5 separate regions of the Mus musculus genome follow, and regions 2, 3, 4 and 5 are each linked to region 1. Evidence: chromatin contacts called from public Hi-C, HiChIP or PLAC-seq and promoter capture Hi-C data. All regions are on one chromosome and are shown on one strand. Each heading gives the region's core, a stretch centred on a gene start, on an enhancer-like site or on the middle of the called end of the contact. The rest is flanking DNA. Distances are from core to core; before and after follow the strand shown.

Region 1 (2,699 bases), core at 51-2,550:
ATATAAGTGAAAACCATATACCAGGCTTCTCCTTCCATGGAGCTGACAGTCCAGTCCATGGAGAATTCCAGTAAATGAGCAGAGAGAAATAAGGACGGCCAGATGAGGTTGATCGCATGGAGGCAGTAAAAAACATGAACAGAAACATGAGCCGGGCACCTTGGCTACATTCTCAGATCCCACAGGTCAGCTGACTTCACAAGCTGGTTGTACTATAGGAAGGAGTCAGTCATGTAGATATCTGGAGGAATCAGTGCTCAGTGATGGGAATAGCAGATGCCAAGACCAGAAGAACTGGCCTGTCCCACTAAAGAAGGATCAGAACAACCAATATGGGTCAAGGAGCCATAAGCAATGAGCTGCTAGTTTGCCAGGCCCTGTCACGAAAAAAGCCTTGTGGGTTGTATGTGCTACAGGTTGCATTTGATGGCCACAAGGGCTTCAAACCTCCTCGACTAAGAAATTGTTTCTATGCAAGCCTGCAAACCACTTGCCTCTTGAGAACCGCGAGCTAAATAATTCTGAGTAATTTATGAATTACTCAGACGCCAACATCATTACAGTGGAAAGCACCCCAGGAACGTGTAGGGAAGAGGGCCAAGGATGATGCACGGGAGATACAAATATTTACAAGTCTACAGAGAAGCTTGCCAAGCCGAATGGCAGCCACGGTGGTCTGGACAAGGCAGAGACATGGCGTCCCTAAAGCTAAAGAACATCCAGAGCTGTCTGCAGTGCTCCTACGAGATCAAAGGCACTGGACAAGTGACCTTCGGATTTGGCAGCCTGGGGTCAGGGAGAGGTTCTGAGAGATCAGTCAAGAGGTTCTGAGAGTAAGGAAGGAGTAGAGAGGTGTGGCACCCTGCCTCTTTTAATAGCTGGGTCGTCTAAGATCCGTGTGCAGCCTGGAAGGGATGGTGGCAGGCCCTTTTCTAAAGATAGAAGACTGCTGATCTTGCAGAGCTGCGAGTTCTAGAGAGTAACGGATAAGTTTTGCTGCAAAGTGAGCCAAGGAGCCAGGAGCTGCCATCTCTGAACGAAACCCCGCGCTGGGGTCTCGAACCACCAGCAGGCTACGCTTCCCTCAGTGACAGCTTGGCTAGTGAACACGCACCACGGGTCCAGCCCCTCGCTGGTCGCAGGGCCGCCCCGCCCTTCACGTACACACGCGCCCTGTCATCCTTCCCATACAATAGCCTTGGAGTCGTACGTGGCGCTGGCCGCTGCGCATGCTCCACAAGGACGGGCGGGGCGAGGCGAGGCGGCTCACAGAGTTCGGGTGGGCGGGACCGTGCCACGCAGCCGTTTGGAGCCACGCCCCCCTGCCCGGGGCGGCAGTGCGCGTTCCCGAGCAGCGCGCGCCTCACGCCTTCCCCCGAGTCCTCGCGCGCGCACTGACGCCCACCCCGCGGCTGCCGTCGCCCCTCCGAAAACCAGCGGCGCCATGTCTTCGCCTCCAGAAGGAAAGCTGGAGACCAAAGCTGGACACCCGCCCGCCGGTACTGACTGGTTTGCACTATGTCTTGGGGCGCCGGGAGGGGACAGGGCAGGATCGGGGTCCCAGTGCCCCGGTGCCCCTTGCTTGTGTGCTGCGCAGGCGCGCAGGTGAGCGGGCCCGGGGTGCAGGTGAGCGGGTCGCGGGATCCAGCCCTCCCCGGCGGGGACACCCTAGTTGTACAAGTCAAAACTCAAAAGTAGGCAGTTTTTATGAGATTGCACAGATGTTTGCGTGGGAGACCCCCAACAATTAAAAGGTAGTGTTGTATCATGATGATTAATCGTGGGCTGACAGCATTTCACACTGACAGACCAAAGAAGCGGAAATAATTATGATCATTAATCACCCGGCATGACTTCCTTTATTCATTTAATTTTCGCATCCAACTCCCTCTTGAAAGTGGTTAAAACGGTATTTTTTTAAAGCAAACCCGGAACTTCTGAGCCAAAACTTCTTTTTACTGGCAGTTCAGTCCAGTAAAGAGCCACCTCTCTTAGGAAATGGTGAGCAACCTTTGTGTGCCTTGGGCAGCCGCCTCCACTCAGTTCCTGTTTGTTCCTCCATGGCTGGAGGAGTTGGCATTTCTACTGCCCTTTCTGGTGGCAGAGATACCTGTGGAAGCACCACAGAGAGCCAGCCTGGAAACCGTGGGTCCTAGAAGCCAAGTCTCCTGTGGTATAAAACCAGGGCATCTCCCTGCAGACCTTGGAGGACTGTGTGGGGTAGGGACACATCTGTACCATCTTTCTGTAGTAAAAACTTAGACTCTCCAGCTGCTGGCCCCACTGGAGAACAGGAGGAGAGAGGAAACTGCCTTTAAAGTATGCTGTATTTCAAAGCTGATTCACTATGACAGTGCTTCTCAACTCGCCTAACTGGGGTTAGGAGTTATAGCTACGGGAGTCTTTGTGTTCAGTGTAAGATACTATGCTAGAGTATGGAAGGCTCTGGGTTCAATTCTCACTTCTTACAATACAAATTAACTTGTGGAAAGATTACCTTTAAGATACTGGCTCCTATCCCTAACCAAGTCTGTCCGCAATGGGTACCGGCTTGCTTCGCCAGTGGCGTCTCACTGAGTATATTAAACCACCTTCAGGGTAGGCCCTATGCCCCAGTAAATAGATGGCCAACGCAAAACGAACTCAGTGGTATTTTTGTAGACTTCCTGTCTCATGTGGTTTTCTTTGAGCATTTTTTA
Region 2 (2,699 bases), core at 128-2,627, 840 kb before region 1:
TTGGCAATGGCTTGTGGTATCTCTGGGGCTCTATGGGGCGATTTTGGCCAATGACTCAACAAGATGGAACCCAATTCCTGGCACTGAGTTTTTCTTGGAGGTATGAGATGTCTAATTGAAGTATTGAGTGCCTTCAGCGGTTTCTTACTTTTCTGTTGTAATAAAAACAAACAAACAAACAAACAAACAAACAAACACCAACAGCAAGCCATTTTATCCCTTTCTCACAGCATTAAGCAAGTTTACAAAAGCAAAAGCAGCTGTTAATACCTCATAGCCCTTTATCCTATTCTTATCCTGCCTGTAGGCCACTAGAACTCCCAGGCATTCCAGAGTAAACTGTCAATGGCTCTTAAGTCACACCTGGCTCTTTTGATGTTAAGTTTCTGTAGTCATCACAGGGGACCAGGGTAAATTATTATCCAGGTCAGAGCACTCTAACAACTGAGCTAGAGCAGTTAATTTCTATGCAAGCAAAAACAGGGTGCCATAGGGGTAGGGCTGGCTATCACATTCCCACTGTCACTGAGTGACTAATGGAAACTGAAGAAGTCACTATTGCATGAAGACTGGGACAAGACAAAAAATGAAAAACTTTCTACCTTTGAATGAAAATGAAAATATAGCATACCCAAACCTATGTGACGTGATGAAGGCAGTCCTCATGTGCAAGTTCATAGCACTGTGTACATCCAATAGAGAGATCTCATAATAGTAAATTAATGATACATCTGAAGTCTCTGGAACAGGAAGAAAGAACACCCCCAAACAGAGTAGATGGTAAGAAATAATCAAACTCAGGGCTGAAATCAATGAAATAGAAAAGAAAAAGGAAAGAACAAGAACAGCCTGACAAAGAATAGATAAAGGAAGGAGTTGTCTCTTAGAGAAAACAAACAAGATTGATATCACCGTAGCCCAATTAACCAAAGCCGGAGGGAAGATCCAAATGAGCACAATTAGACACAAAAAAGTGGACTTTGCAGCAGCCCTGAGCGTTAGAGAATCATCTGGACGTACTTTAAACATCTGTATTAGGCAATACTAAAACCCCAAGTACATTATCCTATGAAGAGCACAGTTATTGTGCCCATCTTCTTTGAATGTCTTTGGATGACTCTGCTTTCCAGAGGGATGGGCTGCTAGCAGGGTGATTGACAAGCCCAGATGGATTAGCAGCTTAAGAGAGAAGAGGATAGTATGTAATGTTCAGCAGATCTGATTGTTATCTTTGGCCCCACTCGGGGCCAGACGCAGAAGATAAGACTGCATTCTTCTGACCAGAATGAAAAGCAGCTTTCCCTTGAAGGACTGCATCAAAGCGCTGTGATCTCCACCTTTTTGCATGGGGAGTCGTGGTGTTTTCATTTCTAGTGTTACCAGGGAAACAGAGAGGTTATGACCCAAAGATTTATCTGAGGAAGGGGATCCACCCTCGAAGGCCTTCAAGGCTTCAAATTGCTGGAAACGATCTGTGGACAATGGTTGATTGGCTGATAAGAGCTTCCATGATTAAGGAAGGTTGGCATATTGTAGGCCCAGACTCTCATTACAATTCATCTTTTGCTTTGTTCAGCCCCTAAAGAGCCCACTGCTGCTTTGCATCCTGATATCCTATGAGTAGTAGGTAAAGCTGAACCTAACGTTCTGATAAACAGAGTAAAACCTTTATAATGTGTTACTGTAGATCCAGGAAAGGGCTAAGGATGCTAGCTGATAGGATGTGAGGTTTACAGCTGAGATTTCTGGTTTATATCTAGGTTTCTTGCTTCAACTTTATTCTGTTACTATAAGAAGTTCATGAAGTTGCTGCCTCATTTCTGCGTGGAATTTGGGAAAACCTAAATCTGTGTCTCCAGGCTATTGACACTCAATGTCTGGCTTCTTACTTCTTATGACGTGAAATGTGTGTTTATTTCTGTATGCTACTCATACCTGTAACAATGCTATTGGATTTTAGGATGGTGTTAAGAGGAAAAAAAAAGTATTGTGTTAATGAAAATATATGATCTGTATTTATATGCACATAATGAATTCACAATGTCAGGAATATATTATAATTTAATGGCTTTCCTGGTTATTGTTGTAAAGGAAGTATATTTCAAAAACAAGCATCATTTTCTTCCAAGACTATCTTTGTCTTGCTCATTAAAGCAATGTAATTTATGTAAGTATCATCCGTGATTTACATTGATAAGCTATGGATGTGAAAGGTTTGCAAATATATTCTTTTGTAGTTTTATGTTTATTTATTTAACAAATCACAGAGGCATGGAAGACCATCTTAGTGTGTGTATTGCCTTTATGTAGACCCTGCCTCAAAGATATCTTGAAAATAGCTTGAGATCATTCAGTGCCTTCTTTATTTTTTTAAATGAATTGCTAAATTTAATCCTGGTTTTGAAATCATGTTCTGCCGATTACTGTCCTAAGTTAGTACAGAATGGGAACATTTGGGCTATTTTATGTGTTTACCTTCCTTTGAATTAATTGTTTAACTCAGTGTAGTATGTAGCAGTGTGTAGTGGAGTGTGACTGTAAGCCCAGGGTTTAGGAGGCTAAGAAATTCAGTGATAAAAGATGTATTGGTAGCTGGAGATGTCAACATCTCAAACTCAGTAGCTAATGTAACAAATGAGGAAAAACAGTACTCAAAAAATGCTTGAATAATCATTGTGAGTTTCTGTGGGGTATCTGTG
Region 3 (2,699 bases), core at 58-2,557, 770 kb before region 1:
TACATTTCCAAAGCTTAAGAGACGTAGATTTGGTAGCTACACAAGTGTTGTAAAAGATCTATTTGCGGTAAAATGTCCGCTACACGTGAAACCTGGATGGGTAACTCTTCCTTAATGTGTTTACCTTCCAGGTTTGCAGAAAACTGTAGTAGCATTCTGACTTGCGAGACAGACTGACATGAGTATGTTTGTTGTCGAGGCACGTCCTTTTGATGTGTGATTTTTTTTTTTTTGAGCAAGTTATTAACAGATACGGTAAAGACACCTACTGATTTTGATTGAATCTTCATAATTTCATGAGAATTAGCAGTGGCTATTCAGTTCTTCATCTTCAGTCCCACTTTTAAAGAGCTATCTGATCAATACTACCTGCCTTTCCTTCATTTGTAAGCCTTTCCACAGAAGGCTTATTGAAAGGGAGATATGTTTCCTTTTATTTAAGGAAATGTAACTGTACCATTCAAATGCAATCAAAATACAGGGTCAGCATTTTGGGGTGTCATGGGCTTTCCCTGTGTCTAGCATGACCAAGGAAATCATGTTCTATGGGGAAATGCTTAGTGGATAGATGGGAAGGGAGATAGCCATAGGCTATGCATACCAAGGGGAATTTGGTTGATTTAGATGGAACTAGAGATTCTCATATTTTCTGTTCAGAGGGAAGGGGAATGGGAAGTTTGAGCCTCATAATACAGTGCTTCTGAGGTGTGGCTCCTAGGAGAGAGACTGAAGGGAATGCACGTAAAGATTGATCTTAGCTACCTGAGATGAAATATAACAAGGGATAGAATTTGGGAAGGACTGAGTATTTTGATAATGTTTATTTTTAACTAAAGACCATCAACCTAAAGCAGAAAGAGAAGTCTAAAGTCCAGGAATTACAGAAATGGCAGTTGTTAGGAGCCACCCTCACTCCATTCATTTCTTTACCGTAATGACTACACATTATAACTACAGCCTTCCATGCTTAGGTGGCCAGTGTTCAGGTTAACTCTTAGATAGAGGACAGAAAGTCCTGGCATCCATCTTCGAAATCTGTGATACTACTCAAGTACAGCATAACCTACGGAGGATAATTCTACAGATGCTTTTATATAAATAGGATTTGACAGGTTGAGTGGTAGTGTTATTTCAAGAACTTTTTTTTCATACTTGTTTTAAAACATTCTACTGGTTTCTTTCATTTTACTGTAGGTTCTTGTGTGTGCGCGCACGCCTGCATGCAAAAGTAGTTTTCAAGTAGGCTATTTAGCTTGTGTCTTAGCCAAGCACATTGTGTGAAGAACTTAAAATGCTTAGTCATGTGCATTTTCTTATTGGTATTCCTCTGGTGCCTTCGACCAAGGGCACTGGCATAATACGTAAGTCCAACCAAAGAAACAGGGCTCACTCTGTTTTGACAAGGCATTATTCATGATCGTGAATTTATATAAATGTTAGGAGAATATAAGAATAAAGAGATGCTCTAAGTATGTGAAAAACTGAAACAAGTGTTATTTTTAATGCTAGGATCGTAAGATGTAATTCTAAGCAATCAGATGAAATGAATTATTTCTGCAAAGATAACATCTTAAGTGTATACTTCAGACATACAACATGAAAAATACGGTAGGCTTCCTTTACCTGTTATAAACAACAACAAAAAAAATGGGCTCAGTTATGCCAGGAGGAAAATTGTCTTTTGTAACTTAAAATGCATTGTATTCTGCCATTACTTTCCTAGTGCCTGCATGCCTCTCTCTCTCTCTCTCTCTCTCTCTCTCTCTCTCTCTCTGTGTGTGTGTGTGTGTGTGTGTGTGTCAGAGGAGACAGAGAGGGAGAGAGACTCCTTTAAAAATGAGAAAGCTAGCTTTGCTTTATTTCTGACTTATTGAGAGTAAGCCTACAGCTATTGTACATTATTACTGTCGTCATCATCATCATTTTTATTATTATTATTTTACCATCTCCTTCATTAATGTATTTTCAAGTATGATCTGACCTTACTCCCTTGCTGACAATGTTTTTATTAGCTTAGGGATTCTAGCTTCCAAGTTCTATTTTTCCCCAAAACACAAGTCATAGATTTTATAGTGTAACTATTTGCAACATCAGGAATCGAAGTACTACCGCCAGGATGGTCAAACTTGCAACCTTGTTGAAAAACCCAGAATGCTCCTAAGACAGTGAAATTAGATTCATGCCAGGATGGAGAGGGGTAGCTAAAGTCGTCTGGTCTCAGTCTGTCACTGCCGTAGCTTTACGTTGAGATAAAATGAAGGAGGGTGTGTGATTTGCTTAGTGCGGGTGCCTAGATTCCTTGATGGAGCATGTAGTAACCGGAACACATTTGATTAGTGAGATTTACAATTCTCTTCATCCTTCGTGATAGAGTTCAAGTTTATACTGATGGACAAATGTGAGCTAGTGTGTGAGGGCATGCAGTTCCAGGCTCGGTAACAAGAGGCTTGCCTTTTGTGTCTAACCAGCTTTCCACGGTTCAGGGAAGCAGGACAGCACTGGAGGTCTGGGTTTGTGTGAGAAGCTGTCACTGCCACATCCCAGGCAGAGGTCCAGCCCTGTTTGCAGTTTCTTTCCTCTTCCCTTTCTCCTTTTCTTCCCCTTGCCTCCTGACACAGTCTGCTTTGGCCATGGACAGCAAAGATAACTGCAGTCCTACACAGGAAAAGCTGAGCTAGCTCTGAAACGGTTACTCCTTG
Region 4 (2,699 bases), core at 88-2,587, 610 kb before region 1:
AAAACTGGCATTTTGCTCCAGGATATGGAGCCAAATATCACTTTAAATCTTTCTTCAAATCACAGGACAATAGAAAGAATTTTGGGCATCTGATGAGCAGAGAATCTGGGGTATAACCCATGACCTTTTCACCAATGACAGGGTAGTTCTTGCATAAGATTGGCTATGTGATTCCTATATTCTATTTCAGGGCTAACAGCTCATTCAAGGAACAAAGTATCAATGAGGTTGGGCAAGTCCAGTCAGCTCTGATAAGAATAAAGAACAAAAGGATACTCACAAGTGAACACATTCCTTTTTCTTTTTTTTTTTCTTTTTTTTTTTTTTTTTTCTGTATGCCCATCTGTCTTAGGGTTTTACTGCTGTGAACAGACACCATAACCATTATAAGTCTTTTAATCGACAACATTTAATTGGGGTTGACTTCATCCAGGCAGGCATGGTGCTGGAGAGTGAGAGTTCTACATCTTCCTCTGAAGGCTGCTAGTGGGAGACTGACTTCCAGGCAGCTAGGATGAGGCTCTTAAAACCCATGCCCACAGTGACACACCTACTCCAACAAGGCCACACCTCCCAATATCGACACTCCCTGGGCTGAGCATCTATAAACCATCATACCATCTCCATCTCTTCCTTCTCTGTCATTATTCCAATATCCCCTATCTTCAGTTTGTTCTAGCTTATATTACATGAGAGAATAAACTAACAGCATTTGTATACAAAAACAAAACAAAACAAAACAAAAAAAAAAGTCAGAGTGTAAAAATGAAGCATGGTCAAACCACTTTAGTTTTGTTTTGTTTTTTATTTGTGAATATTTATAGACTCATGAAAATACAAAATAAATTATACAGAAAGCTTACTTGTAACTATGCCTGTTTCCCTGTAACTATGCCTAGCCCACATATAAGGCATTGGTATAATCCAGAATTTCCTACTTTCAATATACACCTCCCATGTGTGCAAGTGTGTGTGTGTGTGTGTGTGTGTGTGTGTGTGTGTGTGTGTGTGTTTGTACACACAGAGAAAGAGAGAGAAGGAGAGAGAGATTTGTGTGTGTGCTTAGTTCTATGAGACTGCATCAAACAAATGGCTTTGTGTTTGTACCACCAATATCAATATTCTAACCACTCCATCACAGAAAGGCTACCTCGTCCTGCACTATCCCCTGACATATCCTTAACCCTTAGCTGTCACTGATCTTTTCTTCAGTCCCCTAATATTGTACTTCAAGACTATTACTTCTTTTTAAAGGCATCTTAGTCTTTTGAGGATCACTACCTACTGTGTACCAAAAGCCATTCTTTCCCTTGCTGTGGAGGTTTCTGTAGTGTGTTGTGTCAGGCCATTCACTGCTCAGCTGCTGAGGGATGTCTGGCTGATATTCTAGCCTTTGGTAGTTATGAATAAATCTGTGGTGAAGATTTATACATCCATCGATATTTTTTTTTCTTTTACTAAACATTACATGAGTTCAGGTGGCTCACATGGTCAAAAGGCTGCTACTGCCTTTCGGCCTGTAAAGACAGAAGATGTGATGGCCACTGGTGTTTATGGATACCCTGTGGTTTCTGCTCTATAAACAGTCAAAGTGTACGGTGACTTTGTAAGCGGAAGTGGGCTCAGAGGAAGAAGCCACAGTGCAAGCAGCTCTGTGACCGCGGTTCTCCAGAGCAACTTCCAGTTCCTGTTGTTTGCACTTCCTCTTGTCTTCAGCCTTTAAGGGAGTTTCATAATTAGTCAGAAGAGCTGAGCTGTGGTGCAGGGCTTTAATCCAGGCACTTCCTGGGGCAGATACAGGCGGATTTTGACTTCATAGGCCAGCCTGTGTCTACAAATCGAGTTCCAAGAAAGCCAGGGCTAAACAGAGAAAACTGTCTTGAAAAAGTCAAAGTGAAATTTAATTTTTACCAATTTTGTATTGTTACTCAAATTTCTTTTCTCTTTCCTGAGGGATATAAGACCATTGCTTTCATATATTTCCGTTGAAGATCTAAGGGGAGTAAACTTCATGTATACTAATTATTCCATTAAAATATGTGACCAGGCTTTAACATGTTTGCAACAGGTAAGATGGATGGATGAATGGATGGATGGACAGACGGATGGAAGGACAGACAGGTAGACAGGCAGGCAGATCAATATGGGAAGGACGAATGGGGAAATGAAAATCTGGCAGATTTGTGTGACTTAAAGGAACAGCAAAGTGAGCCCCCCCCCACACACACACATCACCCCTTCATAGCTTCATATACAAAGGCACACACACCCTCCAGAATCAAGATTTACTCAGACTCATACACAGTCACAGGAAACAAGAAAACACGAGTTTAACCTTCTGTTTACTCACGGAGTACGGAGGTATTTTCGCTGAGACGTAGAGGGGTAACACTTGGAATACCTTGCTGGGGGCATCACAGCCATTAGCAAATAGCAACTACTCTTATCCACCCCTACTCTAAACCACAGTAGTGGTCACCCAGCTTCCCAATGCAGAGAATTCTCTCCTCCGCTCCTGCTAATGCTCAGAAAGGAAGCATTGGAGTTCATCAACATCTGACCGAGGTACAGAGGATGTCAGAGTTGACTGATCAGCGTAGCAGTGAGCAGCCCAGTAGAGCTGACACAGAAACAGCACAATGGTTCAATTAAATGCTTTGGAGAGTACTTTACAATAGTACCCCTAGTGATCAAAGATT
Region 5 (2,699 bases), core at 52-2,551, 580 kb before region 1:
CAGTATCTTGATGCTTCCTCGGTACATCCTCAGTGTTTCTCCAGACAATTTGGAATGCTGTGTGTGCTCAGATAAAGTGCCCAGCCTCCCACTTGCCAAATACCACCCCAAAGGGCAGAGGTACAACGGAAGTTTCCTGTGGAGAGCATCTATCAGCTCTTCTTCCCCCCTCCCTTCATTTCCTTGCTCTCTTCCCAGCCCAACCAGCATTCTTCCTTCCATACCCTTCCATGACAGCTTCTCTCTCACACAGTGTGAGATGCTACTAGCTTTTCACACCAGGGACTCCCCCAGACCCTTTCTCCTGCCCTGGGTGAAGCTTGGAGAATCTAGTCATTCTGCCCATAAGTAGATGACAATTGGGTATTTTCATTCTAATGCAGATTTGTCTCTGAGCAAGATTAGAGGAAACTGTCTTTCTAACTCCACCCCAGCCCTGGTCTTTTGTGTTCTTGTAAGTCAAAGAAAGCAACTGGCTTTCAGTCGAAAGACACAACAGCAGAGGTGTTGTTCTGAGACATCTAGAGTACACTTTTAATAACCAGAAAAGGAAGCACTTTTAGTGTTTCCAATTTTAATTGATCTGTTTCCTCTAGTTTTTTTTTTTTTTTTTTTTTTTTTAACTGAAAAACCAAGCTTACTCTCGTGACGTAGCACTTTTCCCTCCGTTTAACTCTTGACCAAAAAGTCTTAACGGCAAGACAGCAGAATAAATTCTAAGTAGTGCATCTTTTATGTCCCGGTCTAAGTACGCAATTCGGTCAGTTTTCGGTGGCTGAAAGTGTGTCTCCTGGAATAATGGGAGCGTTTAATGCCTGGAGTTTTCATTAAAGCTAGCAGAGAGAGAGAGAGAGGGCGTTCTGAGAGATCACCGGTTGGGTGGCCTTTAAATGTTTCTCCTGTGACTAAAACCTCTTGGAACTCGGAGCAGACGCATGCCTCTCGCCTCTTTGTCAGCGGGCCTCTGCTAACCCGCTCCTTTCCCTCCTTGGAAAGGAACCGGGCTGGGAACGTGCTGGGGCGTGGGTTCGCGTCCCTCTCCACGCGTAGCCTGGGCGCAGAAGTTGTCTTCTGCAGCCGGGCGGGGCGGGCGGGCGGGCGGCTGCTTCTCCACCTCTGAGCGCGCCTGTTCTCTGCTCTCCCTCCCGGCACAGGGCACGACCGGCCGCGCGGGGCACCTGGCGGGCTCCGAGCCTGCGCCACCGCCTCCGCCTCCGCGGGAACCGTTCGCGCCCAGCCTGGGCAGCGCCTTCCACCTGCCCGACGCGCCGCCCGCCGCCGCGGCGCTCTACTACTCCAGCTCCACGCTGCCCGCGCCGCCGCGCGGGGGCTCCCCGCTGACCACCACGCAGGGCGGCTCACCCACCAAGCTGCAGCGCGGAGGCTCGGCCCCCGAGGGTGCCGCCTACGCCGCGCCGCGCGGCTCCTCGCCCAAGCAGTCGCCCAGCCGCCTGGCTAAGTCCTACAGCACCAGCTCGCCCATCAACATCGTCGTGTCCTCGGCCGGCCTGTCCCCGATCCGCGTGACCTCGCCCCCCACCGTGCAGTCCACCATCTCCTCTTCGCCCATCCACCAGCTGAGCTCCACCATCGGCACCTACGCCACCCTGTCGCCCACCAAGCGCCTGGTCCACGCGTCTGAGCAGTACAGCAAGCATTCGCAGGAGCTGTATGCCACCGCCACCCTCCAGAGGCCGGGCAGCCTGGCAGGTAAGGGGCTGGGCGCTCTGGTGTGGCTCACATGGACGCTTGGCGGGGAACCAGGGAGACTGGATCCAAGCAGCAGTGCTGGGCATGTCTTGGGTCCAGTTTTCAGATTCCGGGGCTGTCGGGTTGTCAGGGATTGTCTGGAAAGACTGTCAGCGTCTCTCTTCAGGTGTGCCTATCATGTGGTCTGTCTGCCTCTAACACCTGACTGCCTTCCCTTGTCCCTCCCTAAAGTCTGAAGACTTAAACCCAGCAAGGAGGTTAATTTAGTAGGACCACACAGACCTGTTGCTTACATGCAGAAAGAAATCAAGTAGCTCTCCCAGTGGGTATGATCAGTATTAGTTGCCACAAAAAGTTATATATTTTCCCCCCAAATCAGATTCTGAATTTACATAGGTTGCAGCAGCAGCAGCAGCAGCAGAGTAAAAGTAACCAACGGGAAGCATCTTCAATGGTTACCTACTTCATTATAGGGGCTCAGCGGGGGACGGGGGTTGTCTGAGTTGGAGAGGCTGCTTTCTTCTGCCAAATCAGAAGAGGTGACATTTCTGTGGTGCCTGTCCCTATTACAGACCAGGCTGAGCTGGCGACTGTGCTGTCAATGCCATATGCTCAGTTTAAACAAGACACTGTGATTGAAAGACTAATGCTCCCTCCTAAGACACCTGACATGTAATCTGGATTTATCGCCTATTTCTTTCCTTCTAGAAGTATTTGGTAATTTTGTGACTCTAGTAACAGATGCTGTGCTCGTATGCTTCTTGTCTTGACACAAATAGATGACTGTGAAGATAAATAGGATTAAAAAAAAAAAAGGGAACTTGTCACAGGCACAAGGCAGGTGGCCAAGGACTTCTTTAATTCAAACACAGTAATCACCAGCAAAGACTAGTTAGCTAGTTAGCTGGTTAGCTGGCTTAGTGGGATGCAGGCTGGGATATGCTGCCCACAGGACTGTGCTCGGTTTGTTTGCAGAGAATAATCTGTCT

Evidence for each region. Promoter capture Hi-C pulls out the DNA fragments that hold promoters and counts their contacts. A called contact is a pair of places that touch in the nucleus more often than the background predicts. HiChIP or PLAC-seq counts read pairs in DNA pulled down with a chosen protein or histone mark.
Region 2: a contact with region 1 is called in an H3K4me3 HiChIP or PLAC-seq map of neural tube, with 6 times the contacts expected there. The contact joins the enhancer-like site here to the promoter of Dap in region 1. A contact is called at or near these places in 2 of 39 promoter capture datasets (embryonic stem cells and hippocampal neurons) and 6 of 115 datasets of contacts at active chromatin or transcription factors (embryonic forebrain, embryonic stem cells, neural tube and 1 more).
Region 3: an H3K27ac HiChIP or PLAC-seq map of oligodendrocyte precursor cells shows a contact between it and region 1, with 6 times the contacts expected there. The contact joins the enhancer-like site here to the promoter of Dap in region 1. A contact is called at or near these places in 2 of 39 promoter capture datasets (embryonic stem cells and hippocampal neurons), 3 of 115 datasets of contacts at active chromatin or transcription factors (astrocytes, cardiomyocytes and oligodendrocyte precursor cells) and 1 of 9 other capture datasets (embryonic stem cells).
Region 4: a Hi-C map of B cells shows a contact between it and region 1, with 11 read pairs. The contact joins the enhancer-like site here to the promoter of Dap in region 1. A contact is called at or near these places in 3 of 39 promoter capture datasets (the C10 cell line, the HPC-7 cell line and neural stem cells), 3 of 484 Hi-C or Micro-C datasets (B cells, CD4 T cells and neutrophils) and 6 of 115 datasets of contacts at active chromatin or transcription factors (the 230-238 cell line, astrocytes, embryonic forebrain and 3 more).
Region 5: a contact with region 1 is called in a promoter capture Hi-C map of stem cell-derived epiblast-like cells, with 2.4 times the contacts expected there. The contact joins the enhancer-like site here to the promoter of Dap in region 1. A contact is called at or near these places in 6 of 39 promoter capture datasets (HPC-7-derived erythroid cells, cranial neural crest, embryonic stem cells and 2 more), 1 of 115 datasets of contacts at active chromatin or transcription factors (embryonic stem cells) and 2 of 9 other capture datasets (embryonic stem cells and macrophages).

What each region holds. Positions count from the first base shown.
Region 1 is chr15:31,223,085-31,225,783 of GRCm38.p6, forward strand. It overlaps Dap (death-associated protein), which reads left to right and starts at 1,301. Exons shown (of 4, transcript NM_146057.3): 1 at 1,301-1,499. The coding sequence starts at 1,445.
Region 2 is chr15:30,386,319-30,389,017 of GRCm38.p6, forward strand. The region is part of intron 2 of Ctnnd2 (catenin (cadherin associated protein), delta 2); the gene reads left to right. Among named protein-coding and RNA genes, the nearest start is that of Gm41284, 120 kb to the right of the region's middle. Within about 2 kb of position 1,378, at least 8 of the 459 cell types and tissues checked have an H3K27ac peak or open chromatin away from gene starts, as enhancers often do. A contact at or near this core is called in neural tube, where this site is marked.
Region 3 is chr15:30,449,649-30,452,347 of GRCm38.p6, forward strand. All of the region lies in intron 2 of Ctnnd2 (catenin (cadherin associated protein), delta 2), which reads left to right. Among named protein-coding and RNA genes, the nearest start is that of Gm41284, 52 kb to the right of the region's middle. Within about 2 kb of position 1,308, at least 28 of the 459 cell types and tissues checked have an H3K27ac peak or open chromatin away from gene starts, as enhancers often do. A contact at or near this core is called in oligodendrocyte precursor cells, where this site is marked.
Region 4 is chr15:30,609,139-30,611,837 of GRCm38.p6, forward strand. All of the region lies in intron 3 of Ctnnd2 (catenin (cadherin associated protein), delta 2), which reads left to right. Among named protein-coding and RNA genes, the nearest start is that of Gm24487, 9.0 kb to the left of the region's middle. Within about 2 kb of position 1,338, at least 101 of the 459 cell types and tissues checked have an H3K27ac peak or open chromatin away from gene starts, as enhancers often do. A contact at or near this core is called in the 230-238 cell line, B cells, the HPC-7 cell line and 3 more, where this site is marked.
Region 5 is chr15:30,645,615-30,648,313 of GRCm38.p6, forward strand. It overlaps Ctnnd2 (catenin (cadherin associated protein), delta 2), which reads left to right. Exons shown (of 23, transcript NM_008729.3): 7 at 1,155-1,710. Among named protein-coding and RNA genes, the nearest start is that of Gm31841, 36 kb to the right of the region's middle. Within about 2 kb of position 1,302, at least 95 of the 459 cell types and tissues checked have an H3K27ac peak or open chromatin away from gene starts, as enhancers often do.